Linked DNA regions of Mus musculus: region 2 is linked to region 1. A link is a contact called in public promoter capture Hi-C data. All regions are on one chromosome and are shown on one strand. The core of a region is the stretch at or near the end of the contact, and the rest is flanking DNA. Distances in the headings are between cores, read along the strand shown.

Region 1 (7,058 bases), core at 4,212-6,711:
CAGGAACACAAGAGGCAGGTGGATTTCTGTGAGTTCAAGCCAGCCTGGTCTACACATTGAGTTCCAAGGGCAGCCAGAGATATTCAGTGAGATCCCACTTCTAAACACTTTGTTTGTTTATTTGTTTGTTGTTTTTTGAGACAGGGCTTCTCTGTAGCCCTGGCTGTCCTGGAACTCACTCTGTAGACCAGGCTGGCCTCGAACTCAGAAATCCGCCTCCCTCTGTCTCCCAAGTGCTGGGATTAAAGGCATGCACCACCACTGCCCGGCTCTAAATACATTTTTAAAGAGTATACTGACACATCTGTATGAAACTATCAGGAGTTTCTGAAAGGACTCAATAGGTAAAGGTACTTGTCACCAAGTCCAGCAATCTGAGTTCAACCCTGGAAGCCACATGGTGGCAGGAGAAAATTGACTCCCAAAAGTAGTTTTCTAACCTATACACACACACACATACACACACACACACACACACACACATACACATACACACATGCACACACACATACACACATGCTTATATATACACACACATACACACATACATATACACACACATGCATGAACACACACTTTTTAAAAAAATGTGTATGAATATTTTATTTGTGCACCATGCGCACTGTGCATGTCTGGGGCCTATGGAGTTCAGAAGAGAGCATCAGACCCCCTGGGACTGGAGTTACAGACAGTTGTGGGCTACCATTTGAGTGAGGGAATAGAACCCCAGTCCTCTGGAAGACCTCTGAGCTATCTCTCCAGCCACATGCAGTTGTTTTTTTGTTTTGTTTTTAAAGATTTATTTATTTATTATATGTAAGTACACTACAGCTGTCTTCAGACACTCCAGAAGAGAGAGTCAGATCTTGTTATGGATGGTTGTGAGCCACCATGTGGTTGCTGGGATTTGAACTCAGGACCTTCAGAAGAGCAGTCGGTGCTCTTAACCGCTGAGCCATATCTCCAGTCCCTGTTTTGTTTTGGTTTGGTTTTGGTTTTGGTTTTTAAGTAGAACTCCAGCTGAGCGCTCCAATTCCCTTCTCTTTGCTTCTCAATCCATAAAGATGTAAGCCAGCAGCTTCCTACTAAAGCTATGGAGACACCTGCAGCCAAGATCTTCCCACTACAACAAACTACACCCCTCCTCTCTCAAGTTCTTTATCAGCTGTTTGACACAGAAAGAGAAGTAGCCAATACATTAGTCTAGTACCGCTCCCCCATCACAAAGCTCACATACCCATAACTGGATTTTTATCAGTTCTGAAGCTTTGCATCTCTCTGCCTTCCAAAGAATACTGGTGATCCATTTGGTTTGTCTGTTTTGTTCTTGTTGTTTCTGACTGCACATTCCTTTCTGTCTCCTTTGGGTAGGCGGGGAATCTGCATGATTTACCCAATGGTGTAATTTATCCAGCCTGGCTTTTCCTCTCTGGGAGCCAGGCATTGACATTTGTCAATATAGTTGCCAATGAATGGTCTCTATGGTAGAGGCCATAAACACTCTCTTCTTGGCATGAAAGGTTCAGGAAAAGTCACAGCTCACACCAACAGTTCAGGGACATTTAACATCTTTGCTTACCCTCATCCTTTAACTTGCAGAGTCTCAGAAGTCATAGAGACATAAGAGACTTGAAGAAGGTCACTATGGAGAATGGACAGCTATTTCATAAACTGGGACTCTCCAAAGGAAACTGGGGAAAAGCAAGAGGGAGGGTGTTCCGGAAAGATGACTAACTAGATGAGGAAAATCATGTTTAATTCATCTAAAAGGCACTTGCATCTGCCTTTTCTTCAACCAGAATCCTTCACTGACATCCCTGCACAGTATGTGAAAGAGATGAGTTACAAGGCTAAATACACTGTGGCTGATGATATAGCTTTATTGGTGGGATGCTTGCCCAACGTGCGTGAAGGCCTGGATTCGATCCCAACACCACATATACCAGGTAGAGTGGTGCACGCCTGTAGCGCCGGAACTTGGAAAGTGGAGGCAGCCTGTTTGATTGTCTTTTCTCTCTCTTTCTTTGTGCACAAGTGATAATGTCAGTGAGTAGAGGTGCCCATGGAGGCCAGAAAATGAAATGGGATCTGCTGGAACTAGTTACAAGCTAGTTACTTGACCTGGGTACTGAGAACTGGACTCACGTTCTCTGAAAGAGAAGCAGGCACCAGTGGCCACTCAGCCATCTATCCAGTCCCTGCTCTATACACCCCCCCCCTTGTTTGACTTTTTGTTTTCATTGCTGTTGTTTGTCACAGGGTTTCACATATCTTACCAAGCTGGCCCTGAGCTGGCTATGTAGCCATGGTTGTCTTTAGATGTCTGGTCCTCCGGCTTCTCTGCCTTCCTTCCAAGTACTGTCATGAGAAGCGTGTGACGCCTTGGGTCTTCCGAGACAGGGTGTCACTCTTCACCTAGGCTTTTCTGGAAGTCATATTGATCCTCTGGACCACTACTTTCCAAATACTGGGATTAAAGACACATAACACCAAACATTCTGCTAGTTTATATATAGATTTTGAGAGAGAGAGAGAGAGAGAGAAAGAGAGAGAGAGAGAGAGAACATGTGTACATGCCACATTGCATGTACATGTACATGCCACATGTACCCATGTCACATTGCACTTGTGAAGGTTAGAGAACAATTTTCATGAGTCCTCTCCTTCTACAATGTGGATGCCAGGGACTCAACTCGGGTCATCAGGCTTGATGGTAAATAAGCCATTTCCCCAAGCCTTATATGTTTTTTTCTTTTTCCTTTCATTCCCTTCCCTTCCCTTCCCTTCCCTTCCCTTCCCTTCCCTTCCCTTTCCTTCCCTTCCCTCCCCTTCCCTTTCTCTTCCTCCTTCCCTCCCTCCCTCTCTCACTCTCTTTTTTACATTTATGTTTGTTTGTTTGTTTGTTTATTGGTTTTTCGAGACAGGGTTTCTCTGTGTAGCCCTGGCTGTCCTGGAACTCACTTTGTAGACCAGGCTGGCCTTGAACTCAGAAATCCGCCTGCCTCTGCCTCCGGAGTGCTGAGATTAAAGGCGTGCACCACCACACCCAGCCTTAAATTTATTTTTAAAGTTTTATTTATTTATTATATATAAGTACACTGTAGCTGTCTTCAGACACACCAGAAAGAGGCATCAGATCTCATTACAGATGGTTTTGAGCGACCATGTGGTTGCTGGGATTTGAACTCAGGACCTTCGGAAGAGCAGTCAGTGCTCTTACCCTCGGAGGCATCTTGCCATCCCTACAATAAAATTTTAATGATGATGTTGTCATACAGCTAAAATCCTCTCCATTGTTTGTATCTTAACAAATGGCCCTTAGCTCTGTAGATGCTCAAGAATGATTTCCATAGCAATGTCTTTAAACTGTAAGATTAACAATAACTGGGACTGGAGAGATGGCTCAGCGGGTAAGAGCACTGACTGCTCTTTCAGAGTTTCCCAGTTCAATTCCCAGCAACCACATGGTGGCTCACAACCATCTGTAATGGGATCCGATGCCCTCTTCTGGTGTGTCTGAAGAAAGCGACAGCGTACTTAATATATAATAAATAAATAAATCTTTAAAAAATAATAAATAAATAAATCTTTAAAAAATAATAAATAAATAAAATTAAATTAAACTTGAGATAAGATCTTGTTTCCAGTCTAGTTTGCTCTCAAATTCAAAATTCTCCTGCCTCTACCAGCTGAGGCTGGAATATTATGCATGTGTACATCTGACCTCTAAATTTTTTGCTCAAGATTTACACCAGCAAAGGACTAGCTTTAAAACCAGGAACCACTGTAAATATTTTAATAAAATATTTCATGACTTTTTTCTTCAGGCAGAGTCTGATCTTGCTTATATCCCTGATTGGCCTTAGAATAGAAATCTGATTTTGAAATCTATTGAATCCTGTGGAAGCCATTTCTTTCCTACTACCATTTAACTTCTGCAAATCAAATTCAGGTCATCAGGCTTAGTGGCAGGCATTTACCCTCTGATCTATTCTGCTGGTAATTGGCTTATTTTTTAAAATAAAAATAAAAATTTCAAAGTCTTATGAGGAGTACCTGGTGTGATGGTGCAGCCTTTAATCCAACACTCGGGAGGCAGAAACAGGCAGATCTCTAAGGTAAGCTACACAGAAAATAGAAAAATGTAAACCAAATAAATAGCTCCATGTGATTTATTTATTTACATACTTAACTATGCTCCCATCAAAGCACCATTTGGGTCACTTTACAATTCAGTGCTGTTGTCATTTATATATGAAGTTCCTCTCCCTCAAAAGCCTGCATATAGGAGGCCCGGCCCCCAGTCCTTGAGAGTGATAATAGGATTCCAACAGTTTGGAGCTATCCTTGGATTCATCCACTTGCAGATTCGTAATTTGGTGCATCATTAGGAAGTAATGGAAATTAAGGAGGTGCGGCCCAGTGGGGCTAAGTATCTCAGTTGCATGTGCCCTTGGAGACTATTTCTTCTCCCAGCTTCCTCTGCTTCTAGCACCAGGAAGGCAACAACTTTACTCTGTCACTTGTGCCCTGGCACAATGCACTGCTTCACTAATGGTCCAAAAACAATGGAACCAAGTGACCTGGGACTGAAAACTCTGATACACGAGGCAAAAAATCCATCCTTCCTCATTTAAATTCTCCTCTAGGGTATTTATCACAGAAGCAAAAAGTCTAACACAAATGCTTTTAATGTCTGTTTCTCTCCGTGAAATGAACCTCTGTTATTATAAATGCTGTTTGTTCTCTAGAAGGGAAAGGAAGAATGGAGTAGGTGCTTCTGGAACCCAAGGCTATGGTCATTGAGCAAAACCAGAACCAGTTCAGGGTTAAAGCCTTTGCCACAAAGACTGCCAGATAGGGATACATAGTGAGATTCTGTCTCAAAAAATTAAACAAACAAACAAACAAAAATTTGTCACGATATGGGCTAGAGATGAGATAGTTGGGAGCTGGGTAGTTGAAGAGTGGGTATTGTTTTTGCAGAGGATTTGAACTTGAATCTAAATCATTGTGCTTAGTAATCGTGATGCATCAAGCTTTTGTCTTAGACCGACCTACCATAGTAAGTTAATGGTTGCATGACTCGCAATCAGAGAAACCGCATGCATAATGCAGTCTGAATGGCTTTTTCAACTTGGCTACAAATAACAAAACAGCTCTGAAACTTTGAAAAAAAAAAAAGCCTTTTTTCTGGGGGAGGTGGCCTCCTCTAACAACACTTCTCTCATCCTCATTGTTATGGAAAAACAGCCCCTATGAGACTCAGAGCTTAGCACATAAACCTCAGGTGTGGTGCCTGCCATTTTGCTGAAATGCGGAACAAAAAGTCCTTCCCCTTCTGTGTTTCACTCAGGACCTACACTAGTGTACTTCCGGGTTTGCAGAAGGACGCGCTTCCGGGGCCGAGGCCAGCCCTAATTCCCACGCCCAGCTGGCCCCGCCCCGGAAGTAGCGTCTCCCTTGGCCGCTACGGGACGGAAGCTGTGGATGGCGGGGAAAACAGCCCTGCACCGGCGGATGTGTTGGCGCTGTTGCTAGACGACGAGCAGTAACTTCGTCACTTCCTCAGCCCGTGGCCCGCCCAGGACCTTAGCCGAGGCGACTGGAGCGGGCTTGAGCTGAAGAGTTGTCCCCCGCCGGTAGGACTCACCACCAGCCCGGCGGCGGGAGTCGGGGCCACGCCACCTACAGGGAGGAACTCGAGCCGAGGCGGGAAGATGGCTGCAGACAAGCCTGCAGGTGAGGCGCCCGCGCCGCGACCCAGGGGCTGACACACTGCGCGCGGGGACGGCAGGGCCCGCGTGGGGGACCCGAGGGCCACTTGACTTCGCTTGGGTACTTGTGCCCTTCACTCTTCTCAGCTGTCTCTACTGTGAGTCCAGTGGATTTTCTGCTGTGACACATCTTGATTCTACTGCACCCCATCTTGATTGCACTGCATTTGCCTTGCTCTCCAAGTTAATTCTGGCGCAGGAAGCTTGAATTTGTCACGCCGCTGTCCAGACGCTTTAAGGGAAAGTCTATCCGAGCACGCACGGTTGCCGTAAGGCCCCCCCAGGCTCAGCCACTGAAAAAGTTCCCTCTGGTCAGCGTGTCCAGTGGAGTCATTCTGAAAACTGTCTAAAGAGGCGTGACGTTTCACTGTGTCTCCTGCCTGCTCTCACTTACCTTGTTCCTCATCTGATTTTTCCCGAGCTCCTCGAGATTCCTTTTTAAAAGTCTTAATTATGTGTGTGAGTGCAGGTGCCTGCCGAGACTAGAAGAGGACATTGCGTCTACTGGAGCTGGAGTTACACAGTTGTGGGCCACCACTTGTGGGTGCTGGGAACCCAGTCTTGGTCCTCGGCAAGAGCAGCGAGTGCTGTTAACCGCTGAGCCATCACCTTTCCAGCCCCAAGATTAAGTTCTTTTTTTTTTTAAGTTATTTATTTATTTATTCATTATATGTATGTACACTGTAGCTGTTTTTCAGACACCCCAGAAGAGGGCATCAGATCTCATTAAGGATGGTTGTGAGCCACCATGTGGTTGCTGGGATTTTGAACTCAGGACCTACGGAAGTGTAGTCAGTGCTCTTAACCGCTGAGTTATCTCTCCAGTCCCAAGATAAAGTTCTTAATTTCTGTGGTTTTCTGTGGTACTCCATCAGGAATTTTTCCCATTAGGGAATTATGAGAGCCCATTTATTACCTGGAAAGTCTGCTATATTTCTTTGAAGAAAGTAATGTTTAGAGAGTGGGGCGGAATTGATTGGTTGATTGATTGATTGATTGATTGAGGCAGGGTCTCACTATGTATGTAGCCTTGGCTGTCCTGGAGCTCGCTATATAGACCAGGCTATTCTCAAACTCACTAGACATAAAGCCTCCTGAGTGCTAAATTAAAGTTGTGTGCCATTATACCCACTGCCATAGAATTTTAGCTAGGTGATCAGAGAAAATCTATTGTGAGGTGATTCCTTTTTTAAAGTTATTTTTAACTTTGGGTGTATGCACGTGAGGACAAATGCCTGAAGATGCTGTCCGAGGAGTTGGGTCACGCAGAGCTGGAGTTAC
Region 2 (6,772 bases), core at 3,616-6,115, 170 kb before region 1:
TGTAAATCCCAAGGGTCAAACTCAGGTCACCTGACTTAGCCACAAGCACTTTTGCCCACTGAGTCATCTCACTGAGCCTTGCTTCCTTTTTTGTTTAATAACAGAGAGTTGCAGGCACCTAGTCCTTCCTCCCTAAGCAGCTTTGGGTACATCTCCCAAGAACCAGGGTGCTCTGTGAAGGGACTGAAGGAGCTAACATCCCGGACACCCACAGTGAGGCCCAGATCGCCCTTCACACTTTTCTTCTCAGCCTTTTGTCTGAGGCTGAATCAACTCCAGTGTCCTGTGTCTTGAATATCTGGATCACTTCAGGCAAAAGACTTTACCTGATAGAGAAATAAGTCAAGATGTTTTTAGAGAGGCTGTGTTGAGGCTTCTGTTATTCGGCTTAGCAAAACTATAGCATGTGCTACACTGTGTGTCTGGTGGGATTCACATTACATGGCATATGATAATAGATTATCCCAAATTAGTATTGCAAACTCGGTCACATAGGGTCTTATGACAAGGACTTAATAAAGTCCATGGGGTTCTACATGATCCTATGAATGACGTGCGTGCATGCGTCCGTCCGTGCATGCATGCATGCGTGTGTGTGCGTGCGTGAATGCGTGTGCATGCATATGAGTGCATGTGGAGACTGGAGGACAACTTCATCAAGTGTTGTTCCCCTGGAGCCATACACCTCGCCTTTTCAATCGAACCTCACCACATCCGAATGCTTACGTAGGTGCCGAGGATCAAAGTCGGGCCTTTTGAGAGGCAACCGCTCCTCTTACTAAGATATTTCCACCGCTCCCATGAGTGACTTTTCTTTACAGCTTCCCCCCACCCCCCCAAGGACCCATCATCCCCTGATGATCTACTAGGCTTCCTGTTGCTCTCTCGGTGGAGGAGGGCTGGGGAAAGAAGAAGCATAAAGGAAACAATGTGTCAGGTCAGATCTCTGTAGACCCTCACTGCCGCTTCTTTCCTCGTTTGCAAGGAACGGGTGAGGAGTACTCGTGGTTGCTAGATGATTCGACTCGCTATAGGACCAAAGGAAGCCGTGCCTCTCTCTTTCTATACAAATCCTCCAAGGCAAATATTTGTCTGGAGTCAGTAGCCAGAAACAATTGCTGAAGGGCTGCGGGGGTTATTACGGCGCTTGGTGTTTGCCCAGAGGCACACATGGGATGAGGAGGAAGGATTCCTCTGACTTAGTTACATGTTAGCTTTCCTGCTGCCGATAACAGTGCAGACCAGGGGACTCTGCTACAGCGGCACGCTAGATAAAGTCTCTACACAGCAGAGAAAAGTTAGCAGCTCATACCATTGACTCAGGGAGACACATTGAAACTTGGTAAATAACAAGCTTCCAGGAAGCTTATGAGGAAAAGAAAATCGTTGTGCTCACACATGAAAACTGAAGTGACTCACGTGTTTAATCTTCCCCACAAAGCAAAGAATCAATACGTTGGTTTTGGGCTAGTGGATAAAAACTACCATCCCCAGGAGGATAAATGTTGACCATCTAAGTCCCCTGTGACTGCTGGAGGAAGAGGAGGAGGGGGAGATCCCTTAACGGCAAATATGTTTATTTCAAGTATATTAAATATTTCCTTCAAAGCTGTCTTTGAAGGGTAGCTTTGTGTAGCACAGGTTTTTATTTTGGCTCTCTATATCTGTGTGTGTGTGTGTGTGTGTGTGTGTGTTTGTGTATCATCTATATCTATATCTATCTTTCTGAAACAGTGTTTCACTATGTAGCTTTGGCCGGCCTGAAACACATACAGATCTGACTGCTAAAGGTGTGCACCTCAATATTTTGTTTTGTTTTAAAGATTTTTATTGTATATGTATGTGTGAGTGGCTGCATGCATGCTGTGTGCCATGTGGATGTGGTACCCAGGGGAGAGAGATGTTGGATCTCAGCCGGGTGTGCTGGTGCATACCTGGTCTACAGAGTGAGTTCCAGGACAGCCAGGGCTATACAGAGAAACCCTGTCTCGAAAAACAAAAAACAAACAAACAAAAGAAAATGTTGGCTCTCTTGAAACTGATGTTAGAGACATTGTAAACAGTCCAAAGTAGGTGCTGGGAACCAAACTCAGATCCTCTACTTAAGCAACACCCACTTTTAACTACTGAACCATTCTTTCAAATAAAGAATTTGGAGGGGTTGGAGAGATGGCTCAGAGGTTAAGCGTGCCAGCTGTTCTTCCAGAGGTCCTGAGTTCAATTCCCAGCAACCACATGGTGGTTCATAACCATCTATAGTGAGATTTGGTGCCCTCTTCTGGCCTGCAGGTACACATGCAGGCAAAACACTATATAATTAATTAATTAATTAATTACGTCTTAAAAAGTTATTTTGGGGACTGGGTTATAGCTCATTTGGTAGAGTGATTGTGTAGTATACACAAAGCTGTGGGTTAGATCCCCAGCAGGGCAGAGGTGTGTGTGTAGGGGGTGTCCCTGTAATTCAATCCCAGCACCTTGGAAGTGGAGGCAGGAGGATCTAAATTTAAAGATCATCTTTGGCTACACATTGAGATTCAGACCAGCTAGAGATACATGAGACTCAGAAAAGAAAATGTTGGTCCTCTTTCTGACCCCCAAAAGAAGTCAGACCTGGTAGACATTGCGGGACTGAGGCAAAGTGATCAGCTGGGTCCTGTGGCTTTGCCCCATGAAACATCTGGCTATGATAAAATATCCTGACAGAAAGTGAATCCTGAAGGAAGGGTCTTTGGGCTTCCGTTTTGGGTTACGTCTCATTGTGGATGTGCTGGGGAATTGAGCCAGGGCTCCATGCATGCTAGGCAAGCGTCCTACCAACTGTTTTCCTGTTTACCCCCTTTTTAAAAATCTGTACGTTTTGCTTGTGTACGTGTCTGTATGTGCACCACATGCATGCCTGATGCTCTCAGAAGTCAGAGGAGGGCATCGGAGCCCCTGAAATGGAGTTACAGACGGTTATGGACCTCAGGGTGGATGCTAGGAATCTAATCCGGGTCCTCTAGAAGAGCAGCCAGTGCTCTTAACTACTGAGCCATCTCTCCAGCCACTTTGTTTTACTTTCTAATTTGAGACAGAATCTTTCTCATTAACTCACTCAAGCTGACCTTGAATTTACTTTGCGGCCCAGATAAGCCCCAAACGTGTGATTCCCCCATTTCAACCTCCTGAGTAACCGGGGTTGCAGGCCAGCACTACCAGACCCAGCCAGACCTTGTTGACTCTTAACAATCAAGATTATGATAAAGAAATGTAAACAGTGGGGCTTATCTATGAGCAAGCCGATAAGCTAACAGTAGCAGCATTCAATGAACAGGCACAGAGCAATGTAAATGACTGAGCCTCAAACCGTACCACCAGGTGTCAGATGCTGTGATGAGTCAGAAGAACCAGGCTGGAGAGTACACATGCTAAGTCAGGACTGGTCCATAGGCTACTCGGGCTCACTATGGAGAGCATAGCAGACAAGCCCACATGTATGTTTTTATACAGCCTGCAAGTTAACAGTGGCTTTTATGGGACCGAGGATATAGCCCCACTGGTAGAATGCTTGCTTCGCGTGCGTGAAGTCCTAGATTCGATTACCCAGCCTTGTACAAGCCAGATGTGGAGGTGCACATCTGTAATCCTAGCACCAGGAAGGGAGGGGGAGAGAATCAGAGCTCACGGTCGTCATTAGCAAGTGAGACAAGCGTGGAATACTACGTCATGCACGACCATGGGGGCTGGCACACATGCACACATCACATAGGTCTCACTTTTTAAAATGTGTTCATGTGAGAATGAGATCTATTTTAAGCACCTCAGCTTTCCTTGACATAACCTGATATCCTCTGGGAAATTGCAAAAGACAGGTGACAGCTGCTTTCTCAGAACTTGGAAGGTGGTCATAGGCTTGCAGGAACCAGACCCGAATGGGAGCAGAGAAGACTTAACGGGATGCTTTCTCAGAAGGCCGAGGCAAGAGGATCGCTGAGAGTCTGAGGCTACATAGTGAGATTCTGTCTAAAAGAAATAAAAGCAGTCATGTGTGGTGTCGGGTAATCCAAAATAAATCGTGCGTGCATGCATGTGCATGTGCATACGTGTACTCCATGACACTTGTGGGTGCTGGGGACAACCTCAAGTCAGTCCTTGCCTGTCTGTATCCATTACAAGGTCATGCTCATCACTCGGTGTACCAACCCAGCTGGCCTGTGAGCTTCGGAAGACCCTGGTCTTGACCTCCCACACGACCTTGACCTCCCACCTTTGACACAAGCTTGGGGGATTCGAACTGAGTTCATCAGTCTTGCATGATAAGCACTTTACCAGAGGAACTATCTCCTCCAGACTTTAAGTTTCGAGGTAACTGCTCACATCAACCAGGAACATAAAATACTTGTCACTTACGAGGGGACATAGCCAGGCATGGTGGTGTTTGGCAGGGCTGTTTGCAGTAGCTGGAGATAAGATGGATCACTGACAGAAACCAGGAGAGAGACAATGGCTGATCAGGAATGCTCCGAAGCAGTTGGAAGGAAATGAGAAAGCTTTCCATGTTCTTAGCAAGGGTCTCCCTACCAGCGTGGTGAGATGGCTCAGCAGGAAAAGCCACCTGCCCCTAAGCCCGACAACCTCCCACTACTCAGCCAACCTTCTCCTCGTTCCTCCCACTTCCTCAGAGGATGGCGCTCTGCTTTCCCCCTTGAACTTTGAAATGTCCCCACCTCCTCCATCTTGCTAACCCTAAAGCCCGAGTCTGTTAGCTGAGAGTCAGGTGACTTAGTCCCGTGAATTTGTAGCTAATGATTTTATCTCTAGCTTCCCAGTTCCATGTTCTATTTAAAAGGCTAATGAGGTTTTAAAGGGGAAGAAAAAAAAGCAAGCAATGAATTAGCTTCTTTTGCCATCTAGTGCTGCTGTGAAGGGGCCTGTCGGAGCTGTCAAAACAGCTCTTGGTTGGTTGTCAGCGGACACCGGGACGCTTAGCATAAAAAGCACAGGAGGGTTATGACCAGTAAAAATTAACCTGGAGAGCCAATTCCTAGTAGGGCTCATAGGGGAGGGCGCACCAGAAAAGCCTCTACCCTATGAGACAGGAAAAGGGGTAGAGGTGGGGGTAGATTCTGGAAGCTTGCTCTCCAGCAACCAAGCTAAATGGTTAGATTCAGAGAGAGACCTTGACTCAAAGGAAGAGGTTGGAGAGTGGTGGAGGAAGACCCCCAACTGGCCTCTGCATTTGGTGTGCACACAGATGAGCCAGTATTAATGCGTGTCACACATTGCATGGTTCTGTTAATATGAAATATTGTTATTATATTGTATTGGTTCATTGTCGTGTGTTGTTTGAAATTACTGAAAAGCTGGCCCAGGGAAGTGCTGTTGCCCCACCACCCAGTTTTAGACTCAAGCATGTTTGTCTTTAAAGTGTCCGCCGAGGTCTGGAGTTGCCCTTCTCCCGACTCTGTAACAGGGAAAGAAGAACAGCAAAGCAGCCTGGGAGTAAAATCATTACACACTTGGGAACGGGAGAAAGGGGAGCCATTTGCAACCAAAGTTACTATGTTTATCCCATGACATCAAAGTGCCTGATTCTAGGATAGGAAATAGAAGCTGTTCAGGTCAGCCAGGGAAGGTCAGCTACAGAGAGGAGGCTCAGTCCAGAACTCCAGCCCAAGCCTCAACTCTCCCAGCGGGTTTCTGCTGGATATTGTAAGCCTCTGAATTGATGGCATCAGCTCTCTGCTGCTCTTTGTTCTATTACCTGAACCCTCCCCGGAGAGACCCTCTGCTCTGCCCAGGCTTCTAACAGGTACCCCAGTTGACTTTTTAAAAAGTATTTTTATCTTAATGTGTTTGTATCTAGTATATGTCCACGCACCATGTATGTGCATGGGTCCTCGAGGTCAGAAAGAAGTGTCAGAGTTATTGATGGTTGTGAGCCAACATGGGAATGCTGAGCCATCTCTCCAGCCCCCAGCTGGCTGTCTTAAAGGTGTTTGGTCAGTCCATTTCTGATGGATATTCGTAAGCCCCTGATTTGGTGATGTTACCTTCCTGTCTGTCCATCCATCTATGTATCAATATTTATTCTTTTATTTTTACTTGCTATATACACAATCAGTTCAGTCATTCAAACACAAAAACCCATCTACCACACAGTCCATTCTTCAGATCACACAGCACAGAGAGATCATAAAGACTACTAAAGAGTTGGAGAGATGGCTCAGCGGTTAACAACACTGACTGCTCTTCCAGAGGTCCTGAGTTCAATTCCCAGCAAGCACACAGTGGCTCACAAACATCTGTGATGGGATCTGACAGCCTCTTCTGGTGTGTCTGAAGACAGCTGTAATGTACTCATATACATAAAATAAATAAATCGTTTTTTATTTTTGTTTTTTTCGAGACAGGGTTTCTCTGTGTAGCCCTGGCTGTCCTGGAACTCACTCTGTGGACCAGGCTGGCCTTGAACTCAGAAATCCACTTGCCTCTGCCTCCCACCACACTTGGTAGAAAAAAAAAAACTATTAAAAGGACTTTATTTGACGCCGGGCATGGTGGCGCATGCCTTTAATCCAAGCACTTGGGAGCGACCATCCCTGACGCTGCGATCTGCTTCCAGTCCCTCATTTGGGATGACAGCTGTTCTGCGGCAGATACCATCCGCCCCACTCCACCCCTTGTTTGACATGTGAAGCGTTGGTGTACTTCTTGGTTCAGTGCCAAGGGTTTTCCCTTCCTGGATTTTTCCCATGTGGGTGATTGCTTCGCTCTCCACAAACGGTGC

Evidence for each region. Promoter capture Hi-C pulls out the DNA fragments that hold promoters and counts their contacts.
Region 2: a contact with region 1 is called in a promoter capture Hi-C map of the HPC-7 cell line, with 2.9 times the contacts expected there. The contact joins the enhancer-like site here to the promoter of Cnot10 in region 1. A contact is called at or near these places in 3 of 39 promoter capture datasets (the C10 cell line, the HPC-7 cell line and stem cell-derived epiblast-like cells), 22 of 484 Hi-C or Micro-C datasets (B cells, CD4 T cells, CD8 T cells and 11 more), 3 of 115 datasets of contacts at active chromatin or transcription factors (bone marrow-derived macrophages, embryonic stem cells and microglia) and 2 of 9 other capture datasets (adipose tissue and liver).

Annotation. Positions count from the first base shown.
Region 1 is chr9:114,638,603-114,645,660 of GRCm38.p6, reverse strand. Cnot10 (CCR4-NOT transcription complex, subunit 10) reads left to right here and starts at 5,461. Exons shown (of 20, transcript NM_153585.5): 1 at 5,461-5,742. The coding sequence starts at 5,721.
Region 2 is chr9:114,805,449-114,812,220 of GRCm38.p6, reverse strand. All of the region lies in intron 1 of Cmtm8 (CKLF-like MARVEL transmembrane domain containing 8), which reads left to right. Among named protein-coding and RNA genes, the nearest start is that of Cmtm7, 27 kb to the right of the region's middle. Within about 2 kb of position 4,865, at least 11 of the 459 cell types and tissues checked have an H3K27ac peak or open chromatin away from gene starts, as enhancers often do. A contact at or near this core is called in the HPC-7 cell line, where this site is marked.